Regions from separate parts of the Sus scrofa genome. Here all the other regions are linked to region 1. The links are chromatin contacts, called in public Hi-C and HiChIP or PLAC-seq maps. All regions are on one chromosome and are shown on one strand. The core of a region is the stretch at or near the end of the contact, and the rest is flanking DNA. Distances in the headings are between cores, read along the strand shown.

Region 1 (4,882 bases), core at 1,107-3,606:
GAGAAGCTAGAAATTTGGATTCTTATATGAAAGGTCTGTTTCTTCAAAGTGGCATCAAACTCAAAAATCAAAATATATACAACATGAGCCAAATTCTACAGATCTGTGGGCTGGATCTGGCCTGTAATCACATGTATTCACCTATATTTTCTCTGCAGTAGCTAACTGATATGTTATGGCAAATTTGACACAGGAATCATATTAAAAAAAAAATTGAACTGAGTTCTGCAATCTTTTGACCTTTGGTGCTGCATCTGGGTGTAGAAGAGTCAGCTTTTTCACTTACAGCATCTATTTAAATTGGAGCTCCTAAATTTTACCTAGAGAACATCTCTTCAGGAATCAAAGCACTTATTCCTGCAGTTTTCACTTGGTGAGCTGCCTTTTTAATTAAGATTGATTGAACTGTAAGGAGCACGTGGCAGCACATTATGAAAGATTAGAAGGGGGAAGAAAAGAATTCTTTAAGAAGGGCTGTGGCACTGAGCTTACTTTTTACTTTTTTTTTGGCTGTGCCCCTGACATGCAGAAGTTTCTGGGCTAGGGATTGAACCCGCGTCACAGCAGCAACCTGAGCCACAGTGGTGACAATGCTGGATCCTTAACCCACTGAGCCACCAGGGAACTCTATTGAGCTTACTTTAAGATCTTCCTAGAGCAACAAGTTAGAAATATTCAAGAAAGATTTACTGCAGAGCAGAAAGGCAAAATGACATCTTTTAAAACATCAATCTTAGGCCGCTGCAGCAAAAGCTATAGATGGCGGAGTGCTTTCAAAAAGAGAAAAAAAAAATTGCATTAAAATATAAAACCTGAAAAAAATGACTGATGCAGTAAATAAAATTAGATAGTTCTCTCCCTAGAAAATGAAGCCTGGACATTCACTGTCACACAAGCTCCCTGAAATGTCTTGCTCCAACACGGGACCGAGACACCAGGCTGGAAGCTGGTGAGGAGCGTGAGGAGCAAGGCTAATTCGTCTTTGTAGCCCCTGGAGCACAGACGCCGCCCCTAATAATGGTTTCCTGGATTGATAAGTGTGTCAGAGAAACATGTGGGCCTGATATAATTCCATGTCTGTGGGCAGGCTACAGGGAACACTGTAAATATCCACTTTCCTCTGTGTAGACACAGCCAAAATGAATGCCATTATAATTTATTACCACTACTGCTTTCTCTGGAGACACAATTTCATTGAGACTCTTTAGCTAATAGTTGCACCATTTGTAAAGTTCCATCTTCCTGTCTTGACAGCTCCTGATTAACTTCCACAATTTCCCTGCAGTTCCTTCAAGTGACCAGGGGTTCCAGTTGCCCCTTCACTAGAGAGGCTGCCAAGTGGGAACAAAGACATTGAAAATCTTACCTTCTGAAGTGTGTTGCTGACGGCCTTCAGCAGATTTTGGGAGTGGTTGAGGCATTTGAACATTCCTGGGCCTGCTGTGGTTGCAGGGAGGCTCCTGCCCAAACTGAGATGGTCCAGGTGGTTGAGGAGGACCAGGGTGGCCACAAGGAGGAGGTCTGGAGGGGAATGGGGGCAGGATGAGCTGGCCTGCCTCTGCCTTTCATCCCTTCTGGCCATTCCACCCATCCACTTCTGGGCACCAACCTCCCTCCACTCTTTTCCACTCTTTCTCAACAGCTAAGGGATGAATTGGGTTCTTTAAGGGGGGCATTCTATTCTAGGGTTGAAAGCCAACTCTCCATCATTGGCCACCTTGTGAGTTCAGTCAAGGGTTCACCCAGAAGAAGTCTCCATTTCAAGAGGAGGGAAACTGAGGCCAGGTGGTGAAACAACCCAGTATTTTGGAAACAGTGGAGTGACGAAGCCCCGCTTTGAAGCCATCTGAGAACTGTCCTCTTAGAGCTGTAGCCCAGGGACCTGGGCAGAAAACCATTCCGTGCGGCCTCAGTTTCTCATCCGTGAAGTGGGCATAATATTTAGCTCATGGCGCTGTTTCAGGATTCAAGAGACCACATCCTATGGAGCTCATGGTAAGCACCCAGTGTCTTTCCCCCTTTCTTTTTCCTCTGCACAAGTCTCTGAGTAGTCTGTCCCAAATTTCTGCCTCCTCTTTCCCGGCCGCCACCCCTCCCGCCCGAGCGCTGAGTCTTTCTTGGCCGGTTACTCACTGCGCAGCGGGCACATGCTGAGCGGCGCTGCGGTGACAGCGAGTCGGCGGCTGGACGCAGATGGATGGACGTCGCAGGTGAGGGCGCTAGTTTGGAGGCCGACCCAGGGGAACACATTTTTATAATTGCCCGAGGCACGACAGGACTTTCCCAGGACTCCAGTCTCTTGCTTTCTTTCTCTGTGTCTCTCTCTACATCAGCTTCTCGGTGACACGTGGAGTCTGGCCAGCGGGGCTTGCGGCGCTTTCGGATTAACTCCGGGCGCCCGGCCGCAATCGTTCCGGGACGGCCCCGCCGCCTCCGGCCTAGCCCAAAACGAAAGTGAAATTCTGGCAGTGTCGCTGCGCAGGGTCCCCGGGCAAGCCCGACCCCTTGCCGGCCACCCTTGGACGCCCCCCGCCCCCGGCTACAGAGGCCCGGCTCTGCCGCCCTGCAGCGCCCCCTCCCGAAGGAGCGCAAAGTAGTGCCTCCCTCTCTCCATCTATATCCAGGGTGTGTCCTGATTGTGACCTCCTGCTTAGTCCTGGATGGAGATGGGCAGATCATTCATTTTATCACTCATTTATTCAGATGATCCACCGTGTGCCAGGCTGACATTGTGCCAGGTGCGGGCACCCAACGGTGAACAGATCACCTTGGAGCGTTCCCACACCAAACCTGACTCAATGTGTTTTGTTCATGAGTACCACCTTAAACACGTAAAGGGATGAAACCAGACTGGCTATGCAATAACTACTTTCTTGAGAATCCAGTTTCTTACAGTGTCCAGGGAAGAATCCTTACAATTCAGTAGTATGGATGTACAGGATGTACTGAGAGGAGAAGTCTGAGAGGGGGCAACCTCAGCAGGAACAATGGGGATGAGGCAGCAAAGGCTCCCAGAAGGAAGGCACCCACCACCTGAGAGTTGAAGGATGAGTATGCATTGGACCACTTCCAGTGGGAAGGGGTACAGGTTCTAAGTTGAGAGAACAGGGGTCAGAAGCACATCAGGGAAGGCAGAGGGAGATGGTGATCTAGAGGTCCTGCTACTGGGTGTGAGGTTGGAGTGGATGATGAGGCTGTGCCATGAGAGTAGAAGATCCCATGCTAATGGTTGTACATTATGCTGAGGGTGGTGGGAGCCTTCTAGGGTTTTAGGCAGGAAACATGGTTGGACTTTCATGGGATGATCTTTCAGCGGTAGTATGGAGGATGTATCCCAAGGGTCAGGATTGGGAGGGCATGGCCAAGGTCTCCTTCAGAATGGAGAACCCAGGGTGGGCAAGAGGGATCCTCGGGGTGGGGAGGGACAAGACTTGGTAACTCCTCAGGTAAGAGGGACAGGAAGGTGCTGAAAATGGCTGAATGAAGGTTGTTCCACTTCCTGCACAGGGGTTACTGTAAGAGGAGACTGAGTTTGGAGGAGACACTGAGAAGTTCCATTTTTGGATGTGTCAGGTTTGAGGTTCCTGTGGGACTTTTCAGTTCACTCATTTCTACCACGAGTGTTAGTCACCCTGGGTATGTGTGCAAGGGAGGGGTGTGTTTAGTCAGCTACTCAGATCCTTGGATGGATCTGACTGCACTAAGGTCCCAAGGCACTGGGGGCTGCCAGTGCCCACCTTTGTGCAGATGCGCTCATCTTGGATAGGGATAAGCCTTTTGGGATACAGGAGAAAAGAATGGGTACTTCTTTTGGGCCCCTGATAAAGTCAGAATGGATGAGGTTGCTGTTGAGACTCTACCATGAACACTTGGCAGGGCTAGACTCTACTAAAGATGAGATGAAGCCAATTAGGAGAAAGCTGTGTTAACCCCTCGTCTGATTCAATATCTCTCCATTGTTGGCATCAGCCTCCTTAGGCAGATCATCTGTTCAAGGGTGATGAAGTACCCATCATAGGGACTTTTAGGTGTGTGTAAAATGAGAGCAATAGCTGATGTCTAAGTCTCCTCCAATGCTACGGTCTGTGAATTACCCTATGGGGATAGAGAGCAATACATTGTCAGAAACAATTGCATCTAGCAATTTTGTGAAGCAAATGACAAGCGCTGGGCTGTGTTGTTGCCCTAAGGATTTGGGATGGAGTTAAATGTACATAAAGTTAGAATGAAGTAAAGTTTATCACAACTGAGCTATTTCTCCCTTGGAAGGGCTGTTTCCTGTGGAAAAGTAATTTCTGCAGTGTAAATGAGCATAGGGCCTCTGCTTAGAATGGATTCTTGGCCACCAGACACAATTTCTACCCTATACTTTTGTGAAACAGTTCTGTGATATGCTGCGCATACTGTAGCCAAGATAAAATGACAGCCTTCTTCTGGAATAACATTATTTTTCTATAAGAGCCATTCTTTGTCCATGATTACTACTACGTTGTTGTGTAGATCATACCTTGCATTGTATTGAAAGGCTTGGCCAATGCTATAAGGAAAGAAAAAGAATTGATAATTTTAAAAATTGGAAAGTAAAAGACAAAACTGTCACTATTTACAGCTGATATACAAAAAAAAGCAGCAGAAACAATAGACCAAATACCTGAACTAAAAAGAGAATTCAGCGACTTCACTGGATACAAATGTCAACTTTCAAAAATCAACCAAATTTCTCTACATGTGTGACAACCGATTAGATGATAAATAGTAATAAAAAGAAGATACCATTCACAGTATCAGAAAAACTATAGAATAACTGCCTGTGGATGGCGAGGCAGTACAGTGGTTAAGGATATGGACTCTAAATTGTTTGAATCCAGGTTCTGTTCCTTAC
Region 2 (4,882 bases), core at 637-3,136, 110 kb after region 1:
CTTGCTGGTTTCTCTGAGCAACAGGTTGAAGCGCTAGCCTTCCCACCCCTGCCCTGACTTCATCCCCTGTCTTTTAAAATGTGGCCCACTGCTAGTCTGTGCTCATATTTCTAAGCCCAGTGGGGAAAGAATGGTGTATATAGCATGTTTTCCTTTATAATTTTTTTAGGGGCTATGTAATTTCCCTTATGGGTTGATATGAAAGGAGTTGCTAACTTTAACAGAGCTAATAGATCCTTCCTAGATCACAATTTTGATTTTTCATTCACTGTCAAATTTTAGGAGTGTGCCATGTCAAGAAATGTCACATTTCTTTTTTAATCTCTTCAATGTTTCTTCCTGACTAACATGAGAAAAGAAGGCAGATGCCCAGGAAAGCACATTCTGAGCCTCTATGGCAGCTTTGGGACTTACCATGGGAGACAGGGGGGTGTCCAAACTGGTTTCCGTCTTGCTGTCATCAGCATCACTGTCCTTATCGCTGCCGCTGTCATTGACAAAGCATATCTGCAGGTTCATCCCACTCTGCAGGCTGGACAGAAGCAAAGAGGACAGTGATTTCAACTCAGCTCTGTTACCTGGCAGCATCCGAAAGAACTGCCTGGTTTTGCTGATGGAAAGTAGTTTAATGTGTTCTTCACAGGAAGGAGTGACCAATATTATTCTCAACTCATGAATGATAATTTTACCAGAGGAGAAGAAAGATAACTTGATATGCCGATAAATGATAAAGTGATAACTTCAACTCAGAGTGTATTGGTTTTTTCCACACACAATTCATGTCGGGTGAAAATAAGGCCACCTTATAGCACCCGGCATGCTACCAAACACATAGTTGGGACACAATAAAAATGGGTTGAGACACGGAGTTTACATTTCTGTCAATGGAGATGAATGGGCCCTCAGCCAAATAAGGCTGCCTTGTGTCATCTAGTATCCTGCCCCACAGGGACAATCCAAGGATGCTCATTAGAGCTGGCATCCCAGGGCCACAGCTTTCAGAAGAAAGACTCCTTTTTTCCCCCCAAATAGAATAGGGTTGTCCAAAGGAAAATTCTATTTGAGGCAGTTGCCAAAAGGCAACCAAGGGAGCTCATTTATGTCATTAAGAAAAAAAACAAACAAAAAAACACACCAGAGGTTCGCCCTAGAGGAACTTAAGGAACCCTCTAACCTGATCAGAAAGGCACAACATTGGAACACAGCAAGGCTCCTTAGATTGCCTCACACACAGAGCCTCAGAGGCAGAGACATCCTGGGAGCTCATTATGTTTGTGGCAAATCCAGGAAGCTCCAGGAGGGATGTTGCTGGAAATGTGGTCACAAAGGGCCACTTGGCTGTGCATTTGCTACACACAGAGCCAGGCTCCGTATCCAGCTCTCGGTCCTAACCTTCATTTGAAGTTGAACACATTTCATTACTGTTTGACAACAAAGAGTTTTTTTAAAAAGCAGTTTTCTTAGCATTCCTAGTAGCCCCAGTCTGTGTGCAAGCTTAGAGAAAGAAAAGGCAGAAGGAAACTCTTAAGGAGCAAGGGATCATACGTGATCATATATACCATAAGCTAGGTTTAGGACAGCAGATGTGGAAGCTGCTCCAGTGTTATTACTGTCACAGTGACAAATGCAAAGAGCAGCTGGTCTCACAGGTGGCATTTACATTTGCCTTAAAAAATTCAAATGGGTAGGGATGTCTCATTTAAAACACTTCTTTGATTGAAAACAATACAAAACTCAGAAAAAGAAAATGTGCTGCAATCTAACAGACGTACTATCATTGTTACATGTTTGTACCGCCACCTATTGTTAATTTCTATAATTACTGCAAGTCCCAGCTTATTTCCCTAGGAAGGAAATAGCAGCATTTCTGGCCCTCCAGTGCAGGCAAGCAAACCAGGCCCCGGGCCGGGCATAGAAGACAACGGTTCTGCTGTGATTAGCTCAGGGTGCTTGGAGTCAGCAGGACTTAGGTTTTGAATCCTCACTTCTTTCCCTGGGCACATCACTTTATGAACCTCAGTTTCCTCCTCTGTAAAACTGGCTGAATAATTCAGTGTTTTGTAGGAAGAATGAAAAGAGCTCAGAGCTGGACAGAGGGCAGGTCCTCTGTACGCGCTCATTAACTTCCTTTCTCTACTTTCTGAAAGCCTAGACAAGGGAACACAGAATGTTAAAGGTGATATGACTTTGTAAAAGGACCTTTGAGGTCAGCTACTTGAATACCTGGCCTGGTCATGGTCACAGTAATTCCTGATGCACGGTTACCTCTCTGAGAGCGCCCCCAAGCTGCCTTTAACGGTTAGGCAGCTTGGACTTAGTTGGAATTTATCTCTTTTTAACTTTCTTCCTTTGGAATTTTTTTTTTTTTTTTTTTTTTTTTTTTTTTTTTCTGGAGAAACCTATTATGTTCAGGGTATCCTTTGATCTCATATAAATTAAGTTTTAGGAGTTTCTGTTGTGGCTCAGTGGAAGTGAATCTGACTAGTATCCACGAGGATGCATGTTCTACTCCTGGCCTCTCTCAGTGGGTTAAAGATCCAGTGTTACTGTGAGCTGTGGTGTAGTCACAGATGTGGCTTGGATCCCATGTTGCTGTGGCTGTGGCTGTGGCTGGCAGGGGCAGCTCCGATTTGACCCCTAGCCTGGGAACTTGCATATGCCATGGGTGCAGCCCTAAAATGACCAAAAAAAAAAAAAAAAAAAAATTAGGTTTTAAAATTTTATTGTCTGTAGTTGGTAAAGAAAACAAACCCAAATCAACCCATTTTTAACTATGAAACTCAAGATCCATGGATTGGGATTGGAAGATAGTGGGAAATAAAAGTGCAAATTAAGTATTTTAAAGTCATATTTTTTTTTTATTAAAAATTTTTAAAGTCATATTTTAAAATAAAAAGGAATTTCAAATTAAACCTAATTTGAATCTATGATTATATAGCATTTCTTATTTTTTGAATAACTAAAGTCTTGAAAAGAAGTGTCGGGCCACTATATACACAGATTATAAAAATATAAAGTAACCCACAATACCACTGCAAGATAAGGTTTAAAACATCCAAAGATATATATTTTCATTCTGAAGAAAGTTTGATATTAAATTCTGTTGTTCTGTCCCCAAACTGACCTTTTGTGCTAAGGATCAATTCAGACCTAAATCAACCATCCCACACTGCGTTGTGACTCAGGAAAGCCAGAGGAAAAAAGAGGGAAGGATTTAGTAGTCGGAACGAAATGAAAAAACACCTCAGGTAGAAATTCAGAAAATCGCCTTAGAAACACATTATCACCGTGGGAAACTGAGCAGAGCTTCTTACAGGGTGAGACTTATAATTCCTTATAGTGGTAATCACCAAGAATGTTACTCTCAGGAAAAGGAAATTATATGACATAACAGCTAATAGTTCAGTGGGGATTTTAGTAAAGACATCTTAAAACGGACTCAGGTTTCAAGAAGGATTTGTTTGCCTTTAGCTTTTAAGCGGGTTTTAAGATGAAGGCGGCTTTGGGGAAACCCAGCCACAGCTCCCAAGCAGCAGCCGTGGGGAGCGTGGGGCCACCTGGTGCTGCTGAAGCCTCTGTGCTACAAGGTCCAGGAGCCATAACCCCTGCTCGGGCCCCTTTCCATCCGGGGAGGCACGGCTGCTCTGAGGCTCTCAGTATAGCCCCTGGAGCGCCAGACTCCGTCCCTCAGGCTCCAGGGCCTCCCTTACAACCAGGTCACAGTCTTGCAAAATCCAAGCAGTCAGGGGCTAATTTGCGTGGCTCTCTCAGCACAGTCTGAGGTGAAAACAGAGCATGATCCTCTCATTGTTAATTAGTGGGATAATTTAAGGCATCCAACTCAAGGTTCCTTGTAGTTTCAAGTGGCGTTTTGCAGAGTGCTACATGCAAGAGGCTGTTTGACATCTGCCTTGCCTGTGGATTTTATTTCTGGAAGCTCTGTATCCTGGTAATTCCAGAAACCTCTTCTCCTTATGCCATGAAAAACCATGTGGCTTCCCAGAGTTACTGACAGGGAGCCTAGGATCTGCAGAGGGGGTGTTCTGGATGGCGACTGCTCCGAAATACCAAGAGATAAAGACTAGGGATGTCTTCTGGAGGTCTCAGTGTGAGTGAAAGTGGCTTTCTGAGTGACAGTGCCTATTGGTCAGGAGCGGGAAGGCATTTAGTCAAGAGGCTGTTCTGCACCAATGTCTGCTTGGCATTTACAGTGAGGAAAACTGTTATTTAGGAAACCCTTGTGGTGACTTCCAACTACCATTACCATTATTAAAATATGCATGGAATGGAGAGAATAATAAAGATGGAAAGATCTTAACTACGAAGAGGCTATCTCAAGAACCTAGCTACATGATATGATGCGTTATAAATACTTTTTCCCCCCAAAAAAATACAGTGATGAGGCCAGTTTACTCCGTGGGAGCAATGATGGAACAGTCCTAAGGTTTGCTGTGACTTCTAGTATGGTGGCAGCATTGCAAATCTGGCCTTTATCCTGGGCCTTGGGTTTCAGTGAGTGGTAGTGGTCTAGTCTGAGGGCTAGATCTGAACTCTAGAACTATTTGGTGCTTTCTGATTTTAGAAACAGGAAGCTCCCAGAGCCAGCTTAGACCACCAATGTCCTTGTAGAAATGTTTACGACTCTTTGGTTCTATCCCCTGCATTATCCTTTAGTTAACTTCTCCTGACTAGGTGCATTGAATTTGCATTTCAAAAGCACATTTACTGCATTTTCTCCTTGGGCTGTACAACCACCTGTGGATTACGGGCAAGGCAGGGATTACTCAGAGAAGTCAGATAACTTGCTCTAGATCTGTGACAGTGGTCCCAGTTCTTCCCCTCCCTCTATCTGACCCTCTTCAATTAAGACTGCGGCTTCTCC
Region 3 (4,882 bases), core at 947-3,446, 65 kb after region 1:
GGCCAAAAAAAAATTTACTATTATTATTTTTTTTTTTTTTAGTGGCTTTGATTCCAAAGATATGGTTGGCTAAAACTGGGTAAATCACATTACAGGGGAAAAGGAGACTAGGTCAGCATTTCCCAAACTGAGTTTCTCAGTATAATGGTGTCCCATGAGATATTAATTGGTATTTGATGAAAGATAAGAGAAGGATCCCTTGAGGACGTTTTGAGCAAACTGTCATCCTCTTGCAGATTTATAATGCATACCAGAACTTCAGAGGTTTTGAGAAGTCCTGCAGCTAGGTATTTATTTCACATATTCAATAAGCAATACTTATTGTATATTACGTGTCCGGTACTGTTCTAGACACTGGGATAGAGTGATAACCTTAAGCCCAGGATGCACTGATCTGACCATGCACTCCTCATGGTAGTGTAATCCACTAACACGACTTGTTCCAAAGAACACTGTTTGTGGGATGCTAGCTGGGTCTCCCTGAGCTTCTGCTAGCATTCCAGCCATACTTGTAGGCTTCTCCCTCTAGAGAACAGGAGCTTGCTTCAGGGAGCTGAACTGTGGTCTAAGAGCTAACCCATAGTGTTGGGTGGGATTTGCCCATAGGCTGTAAACTATGAAACCGAAGATGAGACGGCAAATGACCTTGGGCCGAAACAAAAAACAAAACTAAAGTTTCAGGACAACTGAATCATCAGTCCAGAGGCTCTGTGGAGTCTCCAGGTTTGGGAAAATGGAACGGCATATTAGGAAACCAGACTAGAGTGAGAGGGCTTGAATCCAAATGTGAGAGACGCTGAGCGTTCTTGAAATCGTTGAAGCCTGTTTATCATCATTTTTATAAGGCACCAATGACCTTGAACATGGGAAGCAAGGGGACTTTTGAGGACAGAAGTGATAGCTGAGATAATATGCCTACTCATATGAAATCTTGTATTTTACTGATGATCTCATATTCTGTTAAACAGAGATCAATAGTTGTTTGGCAGCTATTTTGAAAAATGATTGCTACAGAGATAAAGCCATAGCATGAGTGAAAAGTGTATGTGTAGAAAACTCCCAGGTTCTCTAGCTTTTGGAGCAGAGAATGGGGGGGAAGGACGTGTGCAAAATGGGTTGGAGAACTGAGTGTTTAGTTAAGTGCATTTTCTCATTCCCCCTCTGCCCCCCATGGATTTAAAAAGACCTTACTCATATCTTTCACATAACTTTTAATCTATCTGATGACTGTTATCAAGGGCTCTGCTCTCCAAAGCCCCACCAGCTACCTCAGGCTTTTCTTTTTCAACCTATTTCTCCAGACCAAAAAATGACCTCAATTTCTGTAGCCTTCCTACATAATGCTCACTTTCCCAGCCCATTTATCATTTTCATTGATCACCAAAGTCTCCCTTTGTTTCCAAACTTATTTACAAGCCATACTTAGTCAAAGCCGGTTGGTGCTAGTCCCTGAGAAGTTCACCTGCTTCAAGAAATAATTTCCCCTAGAGTTCCCTAGTGGCTCAACTGGTTAGGGATCTAGCATGGTCACTGCTATAGCACAGATCTGATTCCTTGCCAGGGAATTCCCACGTGGAGGCAAAAAAATAAAATAAAATGAAGTGAGCATCTTGAAAAAAGTAAAGAAATACTCTCCTCTCAGGGCCCAGAGCCTCCGTGGACCTCAAGTACCACTTGAGATGTGGTTTTAAGAAATGAGAAAGACATGCTTCCAGGGACTATTCTAACTGTATACACATCCATAAATTAACTGCTACTCTCTTGCTTGAGAAGCGCTCATCGTTCAAGATATGGTTAATACTGACATCTGTCAAGTTTTCGACCGTCTTTTCACAGTAGCCTTTCAAGAGAAAAGACTGATGGGAACTTCGGAGCCCTAGGGCCTCATTTCTTCCTGAGGACGGACACAGAGCGCTGTGCTGATGAATCACTGCTTTCTGCCTTAGAGACATGCCTCACGAAACCCTCCTTCCTGAACAGCAAGAGGAAATTCCGTTCGCCCTGGCTCCATCCCCAGAGCCTAGACTCACATGTATAGGATTTTTCGTTTCCCTCTTTCCGAGGTGACCAGCTTTCTTCCAACCAATTCGGAGTTGGCCTCTCTTCTTGATCTCGGCTTCCGAGTGCGCACGGTCCCGCCCACACCCGGGGCCCCGCTCCCGCCCCATTAGTTCACAGGTCTTCCCTCCTCTCACTTCTCTGATGGTTACTGCTAAGCCCTTTGGGGTTTTTAAACCATCAGGATTGAGTAATGAGACTGTCAGCGTGGTTTGTTGTGAGAGTAACCGCTGCTTCTGGTGAAAAGGCTCAGTAGTTTGGTGTTGCTGTTCATACCTGCCCAGAGGCCAAGAGAAAATGAAAGTTCCTGTTTACCCTTTTATGAGAAACGCCCACAGTATCCTCAAACCTCTTCCTCAAAGGCCCGGCTTTGGTTCCCTCTGCTGTTCACAGACAGTCCCTGACCTTGTGGAATGGTTTGAGTGAGGAGCATCTACCCTTGATGGTAAGTTGGAAGGCATTAGTTTTCCAGGACCTCTGGCTGACTGAGATCCGTTGCATCCCTCTTCAGGGTTCAGTCCATACCTGTATCATAGCTTCTTGGTCCCAGCCGAGTTCAGTCAAAATGTCCAAACTTCATTCAAGCCAGTGTTCTGCCCTCCTCCCCAGGTAAACTGAGGAACTCAAGGGAAGACTTCCTTTCTTTTTTTGTTTTTTGTTTTTTGTTTTTTTAAGGGCCGCACCAGTGCCTGGGGCATATGGAAGTTCCCAGGCTAGGGGTTGAATTGGAGCTACAGCTCTGTCCTACGCCACAAAGCCACAGCAACATGGGATCTGAGCTGTGTCTATGACCTACACCACAGCTCAAAGCCACACTGGATTCTTAACCCACTGAGCAAGGCTAGGAATCAAACCTGGGTCCTCATGGATACTAGTCAGGTTCATTCCTGATGAGCCACCATGGGAACTCTGAGGAAAGCCTTTCTGAGTAAGTGATACCGGAGCTGACCGACCAGGTTGCTTAGTGGACTTGAGTCATTGCCTGAGAAAGAGTGAGGGGTCAGCCAGCCCCACTCTTGCTTACATACTGGCCACAATTGTCTTCATAAACCCAACTTCTACCTGATCTCCAGCCCGTTGTAATGTCTCCAGCCTCTCTCCACATTCCATGACCATCCTGGCCCTCATACTCTTTATAACCTTCATTTCTTGAAAGCCATTGCACATGCTCCTCTCTCTACCTCAAATACATTTTACCCAGTTCTCCTTCCTCATCTGCTTGGTTAAGTCTCACTAGTTCCTCAGATCTCAGATATCCCTTCTTCCAGGAAGCCTTCCATGACCAGCCAGATGAGGCTAGGTTCCCTAGCCCTGTACTTGTTCATCCTTGTCGTGATTACCTGTGTCCCCACTGGATTATAAATTCCTTAAAAGTGGAACCATGTTTGCCTTATTCACTACGTGATCTCGGCATTGAGCATGATGCCCAGCACATAGTGGATGTGCAGTAGTTATGGGACAAGAGATGGCTGGCAAGCTGTGAGACCTGGAAAGCAGCAGCAGAGTTAGGGGTCTTTTTGGGCCAGGTTCTTTCTATTGCAGGGACTGAAGCTGACACAGCTGAGACCTGGAAACATCAGCGCAGAGGAAACTGGAGTCTAATCTCTGGCAGCAGGAAGGAGCTGAAAAAATGTACTCATGGGGAGAAGAGGGTGTCTCTGCAGCCAAGACTCAGGGCTGGTAGACTTGAGGCCTCTGTCGAGATTCCATAGCTCTGCCCTGCCTAGTGCCAACTGGAGTGCTGTGCCTGAGAGCCCCCCAGAGAGGGCTTTTGATGCCACATTTCATGAGCCCCTTGGGTCCAACTAGCAGATCTGTCTCAACCCATTTTTTTACTCAATTGTCAGCCCTAATGGGAGACTGATGCTTTGTTCTTTCAAAGTCAGGTCAAGGGCAAAGGAGGCTGCAGGATTTGAGAGAGAAGAGTGGGAAGGACTTAGCTGGAAGGGTGGGTGGGTAAAGCTTTTTGCTTAGTCTCCATTGTGTCTTGGGTGCTTTTCTGGGTGACTTGGGAGATGCTGGGAAACTAATCACTCTAGGCTGATTCAAGGCCGGGGGAAAAAATAGCAGAGAACAAACCCCTCTCTTGTTTGTTCTCAGGGTTGTCACAGATAGCATCTCTGCTCTCTGGCTCAAGCCTGGCCCAGGTCTGCTCTGTCAGAAGATTTGGGTATATGTGTGTGGGCATTCTAAAAGGGGTGGGGGAAGGGCTGGCAACCTGGCAGAGGGACCTGGGGCCTGCAGCTCCCTGTGCCCTGGCATCCTACCCCTCCCTCAGTTAGACAGTTGAGAGTGTGGATGCTAAAGCTGGACTATCTGGGTTTGAAACTCAGCTTGGCCATTTTTGCCTGGCTATGCGATCTTAGGCATGTCACTTAAAAATTCTTTGCCTTTGTTTTTTCTTTTGTACCTATTTCACATTTTTCAAGTCCTTAGAATACTGCCTAGCACCTAGTAAATATGGAAGCAGCTTTTTCATTTCTGAAATGGGAGGATTGGACCCTGTGAACTCTGAGAAGCCTTTTAATATAAAATTCATAACCTGCCTGGGTTCAAATCCTGATTCCACCACTGACAATCTGGGGGTTCGAAAGGTCAAGGACTGACTGTACCTGCCTCACCTTTCCCCCCAAAGGGCCTGGGACAGTGTGTGACACGTGGTAGGTACTCAGGACGTTTTGAGCGTATGCATAAATGCTTGGTGGGGGCCCTCTGAAGAAGCGTAACGTCCTGCTGTGAAGCAATAAGGACTGGTTTTCCTCTGTGGCTAATAGCTGAACCTCAGCCCAGGGCTGAGGCCTTCAGCAAGAGGGAGAAGTCTTCT

Evidence for each region. Hi-C and Micro-C count contacts between places; a contact is called where the count stands out from the background. HiChIP or PLAC-seq counts read pairs in DNA pulled down with a chosen protein or histone mark.
Region 2: an H3K27ac HiChIP or PLAC-seq map of alveolar macrophages shows a contact between it and region 1. The contact joins the enhancer-like site here to the promoter of IL12A in region 1. A contact is called at or near these places in 1 of 5 promoter capture datasets (liver), 14 of 47 Hi-C or Micro-C datasets (alveolar macrophages, brain, embryonic fibroblasts and 7 more) and 2 of 2 datasets of contacts at active chromatin or transcription factors (alveolar macrophages and skeletal muscle).
Region 3: a contact with region 1 is called in a Hi-C map of alveolar macrophages, with 2.1 times the contacts expected there. The contact joins the enhancer-like site here to the promoter of IL12A in region 1. A contact is called at or near these places in 7 of 47 Hi-C or Micro-C datasets (alveolar macrophages, blood, embryonic fibroblasts and 1 more).

The regions. Positions count from the first base shown.
Region 1 is chr13:99,730,868-99,735,749 of Sscrofa11.1, reverse strand. IL12A (interleukin 12A) reads right to left here and starts at 2,356. Exons shown (of 8, transcript NM_213993.1): 1 at 2,237-2,356; 2 at 2,134-2,234; 3 at 1,367-1,521. The coding sequence starts at 2,250. LOC106507993 (a long non-coding RNA gene) reads left to right here and starts at 1,459. Exons shown (of 4, transcript XR_002337737.1): 1 at 1,459-2,210.
Region 2 is chr13:99,618,060-99,622,941 of Sscrofa11.1, reverse strand. It overlaps LOC100514494 (schwannomin-interacting protein 1), which reads right to left. Exons shown (of 12, transcript XM_021069725.1): 8 at 415-532. Among named protein-coding and RNA genes, the nearest start is that of IL12A, 110 kb to the left of the region's middle. Within about 2 kb of position 1,886, at least 6 of the 83 cell types and tissues checked have an H3K27ac peak or open chromatin away from gene starts, as enhancers often do. A contact at or near this core is called in alveolar macrophages and skeletal muscle, where this site is marked.
Region 3 is chr13:99,665,980-99,670,861 of Sscrofa11.1, reverse strand. No RefSeq gene overlaps it. Among named protein-coding and RNA genes, the nearest start is that of IL12A, 65 kb to the left of the region's middle. Within about 2 kb of position 2,196, at least 28 of the 83 cell types and tissues checked have an H3K27ac peak or open chromatin away from gene starts, as enhancers often do. A contact at or near this core is called in alveolar macrophages, embryonic fibroblasts and retroperitoneal adipose tissue, where this site is marked.